2 separate regions of the Anser cygnoides genome follow, and region 2 is linked to region 1. The links are chromatin contacts, called in public Hi-C maps. All regions are on one chromosome and are shown on one strand. Each heading gives the region's core, a stretch centred on a gene start, on an enhancer-like site or on the middle of the called end of the contact. The rest is flanking DNA. Distances are from core to core; before and after follow the strand shown.

The links. A called contact is a pair of places that touch in the nucleus more often than the background predicts.
Region 2: a Hi-C map of liver shows a contact between it and region 1, with 3 times the contacts expected there. The contact joins the promoter of NAP1L4 here to the enhancer-like site in region 1. A contact is called at or near these places in 5 of 7 Hi-C or Micro-C datasets (fetal liver, granulosa cells and liver).

What each region holds. Positions count from the first base shown.
Region 1 is chr5:37,527,079-37,532,212 of Taihu_goose_T2T_genome, reverse strand. OSBPL5 (oxysterol binding protein like 5) reads right to left here. Exons shown (of 22, transcript XM_066998916.1): 9 at 5,017-5,134; 10 at 1,825-2,009; 11 at 338-419. Among named protein-coding and RNA genes, the nearest start is that of CARS1, 32 kb to the left of the region's middle. Within about 2 kb of position 2,557, at least 1 of the 3 cell types and tissues checked has open chromatin away from gene starts, as enhancers often do. A contact at or near this core is called in liver, where this site is marked.
Region 2 is chr5:37,597,363-37,602,656 of Taihu_goose_T2T_genome, reverse strand. It overlaps NAP1L4 (nucleosome assembly protein 1 like 4), which reads right to left and starts at 1,967. Exons shown (of 15, transcript XM_048066689.2): 1 at 1,800-1,967. It overlaps LOC106042606 (a long non-coding RNA gene), which reads left to right and starts at 2,103. Exons shown (of 2, transcript XR_001211229.3): 1 at 2,103-2,468.

The DNA of each region.
Region 1 (5,134 bases), core at 1,308-3,807:
ACACACTTCTGTGGAAACATGACACTAAGATACTGAAAAGCTAAAGAAGAGACCTGCTTTCAGTGAGGTAAAACCTCTGCATCCAAGGACTTAATAATTATTGATAACAACTTTTGTCTTCTAAATGTCCAGTGCAAAAGCTCTTAGGTTAACCAACACTATTTGGCACCCGATATTCACTCCCAAACCAAATACAACTTCGGTTTTGAAAATAATTGTCACAATATTCTGAACAACAGAAGAGGTAAACTGTTAAAGGAAAGGCAGTAAAGAAATACACAACCACAGCAGAAGTTTCCAATGTCCATTAGAACCCCAACCACAAGCATTCTCTCACCTTTGGCTTCTTGTAGAAGCCGGACAGATACCACCTCAAAACCTGCTTAATTCGACTGTATGGATCATCTTCAAGAACAGCCCTGCAGAACAGAACATAAAATGTTTTCTCACATGCTCTTTATACTGTTTACACATCATATTCATTTTATACCAGTACAATGATCTTAATTTTAACAGTACTTCCCCAGTACTAAAGGGATGTAATTTCTGTACTGCTGCCAGTGAAAAAGCTGTCTGCCAGCAGTGACTGTTTTTTAGTAATGTACATTGTAAAACACACACATAAATGCTTAAAAAGTGACCTAATTCCTGCAAAAAGCCTAATAAAGTCTCTGGAGTGCATAAGGTTTGATTGGATATACCTCCAAGTATGTTAATGTGGGACTGACACTAGTTACTGCTAATAGTACAGTGTAAGTAGTAAAAATAACATTAATCCCACCAAAATCAAAAACAATTCTATTTTTCTTTCCTTTTCTTTGTTTTCACCTTCCTTAAAAGATGCTTAAAGCTGCCGTGCTGCATGGCCTTTTTCAGTCCTTTGAGATTTCATAGAATAATTTAGGTTGGAAGGGGCTTCTCAGGGCTGTCTCATCCAACCTTCCTCCGCTCAAAGATGATGTGGGAAGTAAACATAGAGTTCCTGGCATTTCCAACCATTTAGTCAGATTTGAAAATCCACTTGCTTAAGTTCTTGCAAAATCCATTTAAAAGGAGCAACCACATCACAAAGAGGCTTATTAAAGAAGAACTTCAAATCCCTTAAAGCTTTTTTCACATCTCAGCACTGAGGAGAACCATTTCTTTAACTTCAGATTTCAAACATACCACAAACTAAACTTGAAAATACCACGACTCTAAAATTATCCAGAGGCAGCAGAATAAACTTGAGTAACTAGTGCTGATATTTGAATAATGCACACACTGGTTTTAAAATACACCAAACATATCTCATTGAGAAAGATGGTCCTATTTGCAAGCAGAACATTTTCTATTTTCTACTGTTGTGCTCCCTGCAGGTCTCTCCGCTCAACTGTGTTAAAAGGTGTTTTTAAATAATCATCCAAAATAATTATGCTGCTTTTGGGACAGAAGAGCTTGCTGATTCCACTGTTTGTTCTCTGTCCTATACTCCTTTGTACATAACTACACCAGAAGGTGGCACAACTCTGTTCTGAGCTGCTCAAAGGAATGAGCCAAATCCCCATCAGTTCCAGCCTGTGCTGGAAAGGACATGTGTGTGCAAAGGCAGCTTTGTCTGGAGCTTAATTGTTTTCCCTGCTTCCTTGCCCTTCAGGGGCAGCAGTTCATCTGAAAAGGTCCCTGCAGCTGGAGCCTGGATTGATTTACATTGAATCCCAGTGACCTGAGTGTTATTTGGGAGCCTTTTGAGCACACCTCAGCCAGCACCAGGGTCATGCTTTAACACTTTTTCACACTAGTAAGAGACGTGCCCATGTTAGGCATGCTCTGTATGCTGCTTACTGGGAGAGCAGGTCGGCATGATAGTAGTAATCAGAGAGCTTGTTCAGGAATGAGCGTGGTTCCAGGATGAAGGTGGGCAGCACCACCCGTGACAGGTCCATGCCGGGTCGCAGCTGCTTCAGCAGGATCCACATCAGGCTCTTGTTCTCCTCAGAGACGGTTTCTGTTTGAGACGATTCACCTGTCTACAACCGGAAATACAAGAAGCATACAAGAAACTCCTCTCAGGCCCATCCTCAGCAAGTGAGAGACTGTAAGATTTACTAGTACACACATAGAAAATATTAGGAGATAAATGAGTAATCAACAAAGAACTGAAGCAGTCCTTCAAGTTCAAAACAGGACAAACTGATAGTTAAGGCACTGCAAAGGGCCCACTGCCAGATTGTGTGCACAGACTACAGCTCCCCCAGTGCTGTGTAGCGCCCTTTGCAGCAGAAGCACAGTAACAGTAAAAAAAAAAAAAAAAAATATCCAGGCAATACATTGTGGTTTCATCTGTAACTGTGTAGCTCCTCCATGTTCAATGGAAATACATGAGGTATAATATGGTGGAATGGGCCCTTCCAATCCACTGGAGAAAGAAAATGAAATTTTGAAACATGAATGTTGTTTTAATGTAGATGTTGGTTTTCTAGACTTTTGTCTAACACCCATTGTAGGCATCAGAATTTAACAATGAAAGAGAATACTTATAATTAGGCTTCCTATTGGTTTTAGGCAAGAGATTTTTATCAGAAGAAGGGCACAGTTCCATTCAGCTCCATTTCTGGAATGCATTCTGGTTCAGGAGAGGACACGTAGCATACCCCAACAGGCTTTGCAGATGGTATATATCACTAAACACTCATTTTCACCACCTGAGCATCCTCAGCACCACCTTTTTGGGTCCTAATCAGCCCTTTTACTCATCATGCACAACTTGTGAGTAGGCCTGTAGGCTTGTAGGCTGGGGAGAATTTCAGACTGAGGAACACCACAGCTCTTTTCATTTCATTGCTTTTCCCTGTACCATTCTTGTGACAGTCTGATGCAATACACAGCTCGAATCTCCAAGAAGTGGAAATCATTTTAAGAATGTAATACCACAGCGTCCTCTAGGGGTTACAATATGTTTCAAGTGTGCATGTACTGGCAATATAAATTAATGCCATGTTGAAATTGCTGTAAAAGGTGTTACTCAGAATGAGTAACTGCACAAGGGATGGATGAAGAGGGATGAAAAAGGACAGGCAGGGGTGTGAGAGTAATTTCAGGTCGTTTCTGTTTGCATTCCCATCAAATACCTCACCCTCAATACTCCTTTTTTAAGCTAGGTATAACTAAAATATATTTAAAATAAGTTTCGTCACTTTTGTTACCAGTTTACCTACTGAGGAGGTGTCTTTTTTACATTCTAGGCTCAGTTTTGCAGTATCAAAGTCCTTCTGACACCTGCCTCTGCCTCCATGTTCCTACTGCAAACAGGGCAAGGCATCCACACAGATGCACAAGCACATGCCTTTTTAATGCATACAGATGCACATACGTATGCGCACACATTTCAAATGTGCTTTCAAAGCAAATTTAACAGTGATGGTTTGCATCTGTGATCTGCAAATCTGAACTGTATACAGAGGGACAGAGGCAATTTCAGTTTAAGAAGCCAGTTAATGTTATTAACTGGCATGTGTTTACCTTGATCCATCTGAGCCCGCAGCTTATAGCAAACTACATCACTGTCTACAATTTACTTTTCTTTATGTTACTGTTACCATTGGAATAAGAATTAACAGCCAATCTCATCTGTATGTCTCAGGGGACAACAGTCCCACCTTGTAGCAAACAACAGAAATCTAGTAAAACCCCTAATGGTCAAGGCTGCACGGGAACTCCTTTTGAAAGCTCACTGGAGTTACTCCGCCTGAACAAACACCCTAGCTTTATTTTACATTATCCAGTATCACTCTCTTCTGTGGAAATGTAGTCCTTCCTTTTTGATTTGTACTGCACTGTTTTTATTTTTATGGAAAACTGCAGAGTCTTCTTTCATTCACACAGACACCACTGCTGCCTTTTAGGTTTGATTGAACACCAAAGTATCCATCTGCTCTACTACTCTTTCTAGGACAAGTTTTCAAGTGGCAAAAGGTCATTTCAGAATAAAGAGCTGAGAGAAATTAGGCTTGCCTTTGTTTTGGTGTTGCCAAATGTTGTTTGGTTCCTCCACTGTATTCAAAGTTCCCTGTTTGAACCCAGTCACCATTTGCTATGTGTCTGGGTGGGATTTGAGGGCAGAGATGTACAAAAGGATTTTTTTTTCATTTTTTTGGATGCCTGTAGACAACAGTTCTGTTTCTAAGCACAATTTTTACAGCAGGGCCTTGCACCTCACCCTGACATCTGAAATCCCAGCAAACGCATGCAGTTAAGAAACATCTTTCCAGCAAAGTGATTTTCTTTGAAGCATCAACAAGACTTCAGCTTCCTCTTTGAAAGCAATAAGCAAGGGAGTGTTCTGAGCCCTCCCGGTGCAGGAGTACAGCGCTTCTCTGCTGCTTACCCGGACTGACTCTCACCCAACAGTGGGTGCCCCCAGTTGCTCTGCAGCTGCCTTATTCAGAGGTGTCACAGTGACATCCAGCTAACAAAGGCTCTTACACGGAACAGAAATGCATCCTTCTGCTGTTAAGTGACATGAGAAATAGCTTTTCTACAAGAAATGGCCCTTAAGGAATCAAGTGGCTCAAATGCTCCATTAGGACACACAGAAAGGATGTTCCATGCATAATGAAAAAAGGAAAGGATCATATTTTGTATCATGCAAGGACTGAGCATCTTAATTGACCAGGACACATGCCCAGAATAATAATTCCCCCTCCTGCTGGCTCCACAAAGCCCTGTGCCAATGCTATGCGGCTCTTTACTGCAATAACTGGTTAAAGCAATCGCTGATGCTGGACACATGCCAAAGCAAAGTAGCAGAGCTGCTGTTCATAATGCATAATTATTAGAACACATGATAATTCAACATAATTTAGCAGAAAGCTGTACATTGCTCTGTCTGTCTGTAAAACACTGGAACCCACAAAGCTGATTCTTAGCTGCCATGCATCTAAAAGGCTGGATGACAAATACTATGAACAGAGACATTTCAACAGGAACAGGCAGTGATTAAAATGTTTTTATGTGTTTTTGCTTTTTTCCCATTACCTCCCCAAATTCCTCATAGATCTGTTCAACATAAGTCGTCCCTTTCCTTCCTGGAGAAACCTCTCCATGGATTTCTGACTGATCGCTTTCGCTTTCATTTGTCTTCCGGCTGTTCTCA
Region 2 (5,294 bases), core at 718-3,217, 71 kb before region 1:
TCCCCTGTGCAAATACATACTTTCAGTCTGGTCTGCCTCTTCAAAGTTGTTCCTTTGGTAACTGAAAAATGAAAAGAAATAAACTGAACAATAAAGTAAAAGAAGCTTTTCCAAAAATAAAAAAAAGCTTGTGATTCCCAGTGGCATTACAACTCCCTTCTAATGGCTTAAATGTTGCAGATTACTAACAGGACTGTTCCATGAAAGCTGGTGGAGAGAGGCGAGGAGAAAGCAAGGTGATTTTAGACAGAAAGTTAAGTGCACAAGTAACGGGAAAAGTACAGAAGCAAAGCACTGAGCTTTACTATTTATTGCCTTAGTTATCTTCCAAGCAAAAAAGCTTGTAGACAACAAAGTTTGTAGACAACAAAGACAAAAAAAAAAGCTACCAGAACTCAAGAAAAGAGCATTGTAGGATATTATCATCACTACCACCACCAATAAGAAGCCAAATTCATGTCTTACATCTTCTGGACAGTTCACCCTTTTCACATAACTAATACAGACAAGAAACTTATGGGAAGGAGGGGACTACATCAACGATCTGTCCCATAAATCAGTCTGCTGCAGTTTGTCTAGAACGAATGTCACATGGCACTAGGCACCTAAAAAAGCAGGAAACTAGACTCAGTGCACACTTCCAACAGTCTACAATAGCAAACGTTTATTATAAGGACAAGAAATATCCAGAAAGATGCAGCTTTAAAGCAAAAGCCTGTTTCTTTAATGGCAAGGAATACTCACAAACAAAAACATACACAGAATAATTTTTCTCTGCTAAAAAAAGCCTACTTCTTGTTCTAAAAGCCTTCTAAACTTACGCAGCTAGAATATAAAACAAGAAACTACCGGACTTGTGAATTCACAGGAAGACTTCTACCCACAACTGTTACTGCTTTTGTAACTACAACAAATCAGAAGGGAAAGTTACAACTTCCATTTAGACCTGCTGGGATGCAACTCTGTGGGAAGCCACAAACATAATAGTCTCTGACACTTTCTGTAAGCAAAATTAGAAGTAATAATGAAAAAAACAGTCAAGAGGAAGAAACTCATTAACCTGCTCCACAAGCCCTGAACATCAGCAGCACTTATGCTCACCTTGAAAGCTGTACTGAGGGCACACTATTTTGACTTCATAAAAATGACTTTGCAAATAATTTTTAAGACGACTATACAAAAATCTGCCTAGTGGTTCTGGTTTCACCTCCAGAATTTACATACTTGCCTCTCTACCTGTAGAGGGGTGTTAAAGAAACAAACCAAACAAATCCCACGGAGAATGTGCTATTATGTGCGGCAGACAACCGATGCAACAGCAGAAAATTTTAAAGAGGCCCTCACTTGGAGGGCGGGAGCCTCGAAACGAAAAGAGAGCCCCAAAAAAGCACAGAGCACGCTAAGCGAACGGAAGATCCTGGATGAGGTCAAACGAAAGCACCACGCCTGACCTCAGCAGCGACGGGTTTGACTCGAGGCGAGGCAGAAGCGCTCCCCACCCCCCAACCCTCCCTCCTCATCCCCCCCCCCCCCCGTTCCCGCAAGAGGCCGGGGGGAGGTCGAGCTCCCCGCAGCGCCCCCCGCTCGCTCAGCACCACGTCCCCGCGGCAGCATTAAGATGGTGCCGGGCCCCTCCCCGCAGGCAGCCCCGCCGCCGCCGGCCAGGCCCAGCCCCACCCCGCCCCACCTCAGGCCCTAACAGCCGCCGCACGCGAGCCCCGTCCCCGGCGAGCCCGGCCACTGGCCGGCGGCCTCCTGAGGGCCGGGAGCCGATGGCGGCGGCCCCGCCGCGCCCTCACCTGCCCGCGACCCCTCTCGGCGTCCCTCCCGCCCTCAGAGGCAGCACCAGCCGCCAGGCTCCTCGCAGGCTCGCTCGGGCTGCGCCGACCGCCAACAAAACCGCCTCCCGTTGGCCCTGAGCGCGGGCGCCTCCCTCAGTAAAAGCACCGCCGATTGGCCCCAGCGCCGCCGCGGCCGCGGCGCCGCACGCGGGACATGTTGACTATCCGGCGGCGCGGCGAGCGGCCAATCAGGGGGCGAGCGCGGGTCGGGGAGGGGAGGGGGGCGAGCGCGTGATGGAGGGGGGGGTGAAGGGGGGGGGGTCGAAGGGGGGGGGTCGTGCCTGCGGCCTTAAAGCGGCAGCGACCGCGCGGGGCGAGGGGGGCTCAAAATGGCGGCGGCAACGAGCCCGGGCGCCTCATCTTCCCTGGCAGAATTCAGATAACCCGGCCGCGGGCCCTGCCGGTGCCGCGATTAACCGAAAACGTGGCGCTGCCTCACCTCGCTCCCCCGGCAGCGCCTGGCTCCTGCTTGCGCTGCAGGGCTCGCTGCCCCGGCACGCACACGCGCTGGGGAGGCGCGTTTTGGCTGGGCTGTACGGGAGCGGCGTGTTACCAGCCTCTGTAGGGCAGCGGCTTTCAAATCTGAGGGGTAAATCGAAGTGCCGAGTGCTGCCTAATCAAAAAAAGGTATTTTCTGGTGTTTCGAATCAAGTTCCTTTTTGGAATGCAAGCGTTAGCCCTTCCAACGCTTTCATGTAATCCACGTACATTTTCAATGTAATTCCTTCTGACAAAAAATCTAACAATCTGGCTTGACTTCTAGCAGTTTGTAAGCAAAAGATGTTGTGTGGTACAGGGAACAGGGTGACTTAAGCATTTGAAACCACTCAAGAGTATGTAAGAGTAACCTTTCACTCAGTAGGAAGAACCCTAACCCTCTGTGGAGTCACTGGATTCCCTTGTTTTATAAATGCTTTTCTGCTGGTCTGTTTAGTCTTGGATTTCAGTAATTAACTACTAGGGTTTACATCACAATCCTTTCACAAGTAAAGTTAAAAGGAAATTACGAGACTGACTAACTAAGCAAAACTTTAATGTTGGTTTAATTCAGTTAATAATGACGGGAATAATTAATGCATCATTACTTAAATAGGTACCAATGTTGAAACTAAGGAATAAGATAATTTTGAATTACATTCAAGTAGCTAAAGAACTGCAGAAATGTTTTAGAGCCCACTGCACAAATAAACAGATCTGGTGAGCCAGAGGATATGCTCAGTGGAAGGATTTTCAGCTTTTCTGTTTGCTTACACTTCCCTTTCCCTGTTTCTCCAAACCACTCCTTTTCCTAACATCAGCAGATTAATGCCCTCCCCATGCTTCCATGAATTCTTTTTTTGGAACTTTACGCACAGTAGTGGCTACGTTAATTCTCCCTTTTCCAAAGAAGAACATACACTGCAAAACAAGGATTTATCTGAAAATGTTTATGCTTTTGTTCTTGCTGATTCATAGCTGACAAGTATTCTTTTAAGCTTTTTCTGTCAATCTCCATTTTGTTAAAAGTTATTTTAACTTTTTTTTAAACAAAAATCTTTTCTTCCAAAATAAGTTTGGAGTAATATATTGTCTCCTACAAAGGTGTAGGAGGTTTTGCTTGAGTATGTGATCTAGCTGCTCCTTCCTACTATTGCAGGAATACATTGCAGCCCTATTTGCATTGCAGCCCTGTACTGCATCTTCTGTAGAGTTTGTGCCTATGCAGTAGTGGCTAACTTGTTAATGTCATTATCCTCATAAGTTCTACAAATCCTGAATTAAATTAAAATTAGGATGGCCTTGTAAAAATAGATTTGACTTCTAGATTAATTATTAAAGCCTCCAAACAGGCCAGAGTGCTGGAACTATTTCCCATTTGTCCGTTGATGTATGTTGAAATAAACATATATTTCAGCTACCTTACGTCCTTGGATTTAGTGTCCCTCTCCAAAGGCATTTATCTCCCATAATCAATGACGGATTTTTGCTGACTGTTGTAGCATGATGCTAGACTTTAGGATTATAGCTGAGGCACAGTCTGTAGAGTCATCTTGCCGTCAGGTGCTCCTGTCCTGCAGAGCTGCAAGAAGATATCTGCTGAATCACCCTGGCTTGATTTAAACACCCAGCCTAGCATTCAAGAGAGTTTGGCAAACCAAAACTGAGAGAAGGGATTATGGCAGAGCTGCTGAACAGACGTACTAGGCACTCCTGCTTCTAGAGAGAAAGCTTAGGCTGAGATCTGTAACTGGTATTAAAATGTCTGTGTCTTCTGCCCTTGGGTGGGTATTAATGGAAACTGCTTTCACTTAGTGAAATGCCAGACATTCACAACCTAATTTGAGAGATAAGACTTAGTCAACGACTTTTTCTGGAGGCTGAGGAAGAACTTTGATCATTGTTAAGTGGAGGCTTGGGTACTAAATAGCTGATGTGCTTCTTAATTAATTTGTTCTGTCTCAGGAGATCTTAAGTACTATGCATGTGGTACAGTGTCTTGTATAGGAATCACCCTGTGAAAGCACCGAGTAAAAATACCTTTACACGTTGTAGAAATTGCATAATCAGAGAACTAAAGTTGGTCCAAAACTACCACCGCTTTATAGAGTTTAAGTGTAGCTTAGAATGTAGAAAAAGAAGCTGAAGTTATGTATTTTGTGTGGCAGAGATTTCCTTATTTGCACATCTAAGATGCATCAGTGGTTTCCTGGAACAGCAGACAGCAAATACAACCGTTAGGCTAAAAAGGTCGAATACAACATCTTAAATGTAGTTAGGCACTCCTTAGTTTAATGTTGTAAAGAGCACTGGCAACAAGACCACACTGATCAATTTACAGATTTTTCTACCAGTGCATTGATCCAGAAAGTATTAAAAAAAATTTGAAGATTTTGCTATTGGGATTTTCATTTTCTTAGCACTTAGAAAATCATCCTTGCTTCCTCAAATCTGTGGGTATGCACGCATGCACATTTTAAAATAAATAAAATAAAATAAAAAAACACATGGAATCTGTCCTTTCCCTTTTCTTGGCTGAGACAGATGACTAGGACACTGTGGGCCCTGCATGCGGGCCACTGCTGTTGCATTCTCTTCTCCTGGTTGCCAAGTCTCTCCCACTAAGCAAATGCAGTGTAATTCACTTAACTGACACCTTGATGGATTGCCAGGGAAAAAGGTATTGTGCCAGACATTTCAGAGATTGCACAGATCAACTGGTGCAGCTACACTGAAAAAGTCTTCTAAAAGGACACGTATCTAAGCTTCTAGCATTCTTCATTTGCTAGCAAGTTTTCCTTCTGCACGACTTTATGCATACATACTGTTATTTTTTTCTAGATTGTGGCTGCAGAGTGTAAGTAACTGATCTGAACCTTGTTTTTTGTTACAAATTTCAAGAGACCAAGTCCATTTTTATGACTCTTTGCCAAGGTCATTATTTTTATTTTGTTGCTTTTAGAATAAGGCATTCCA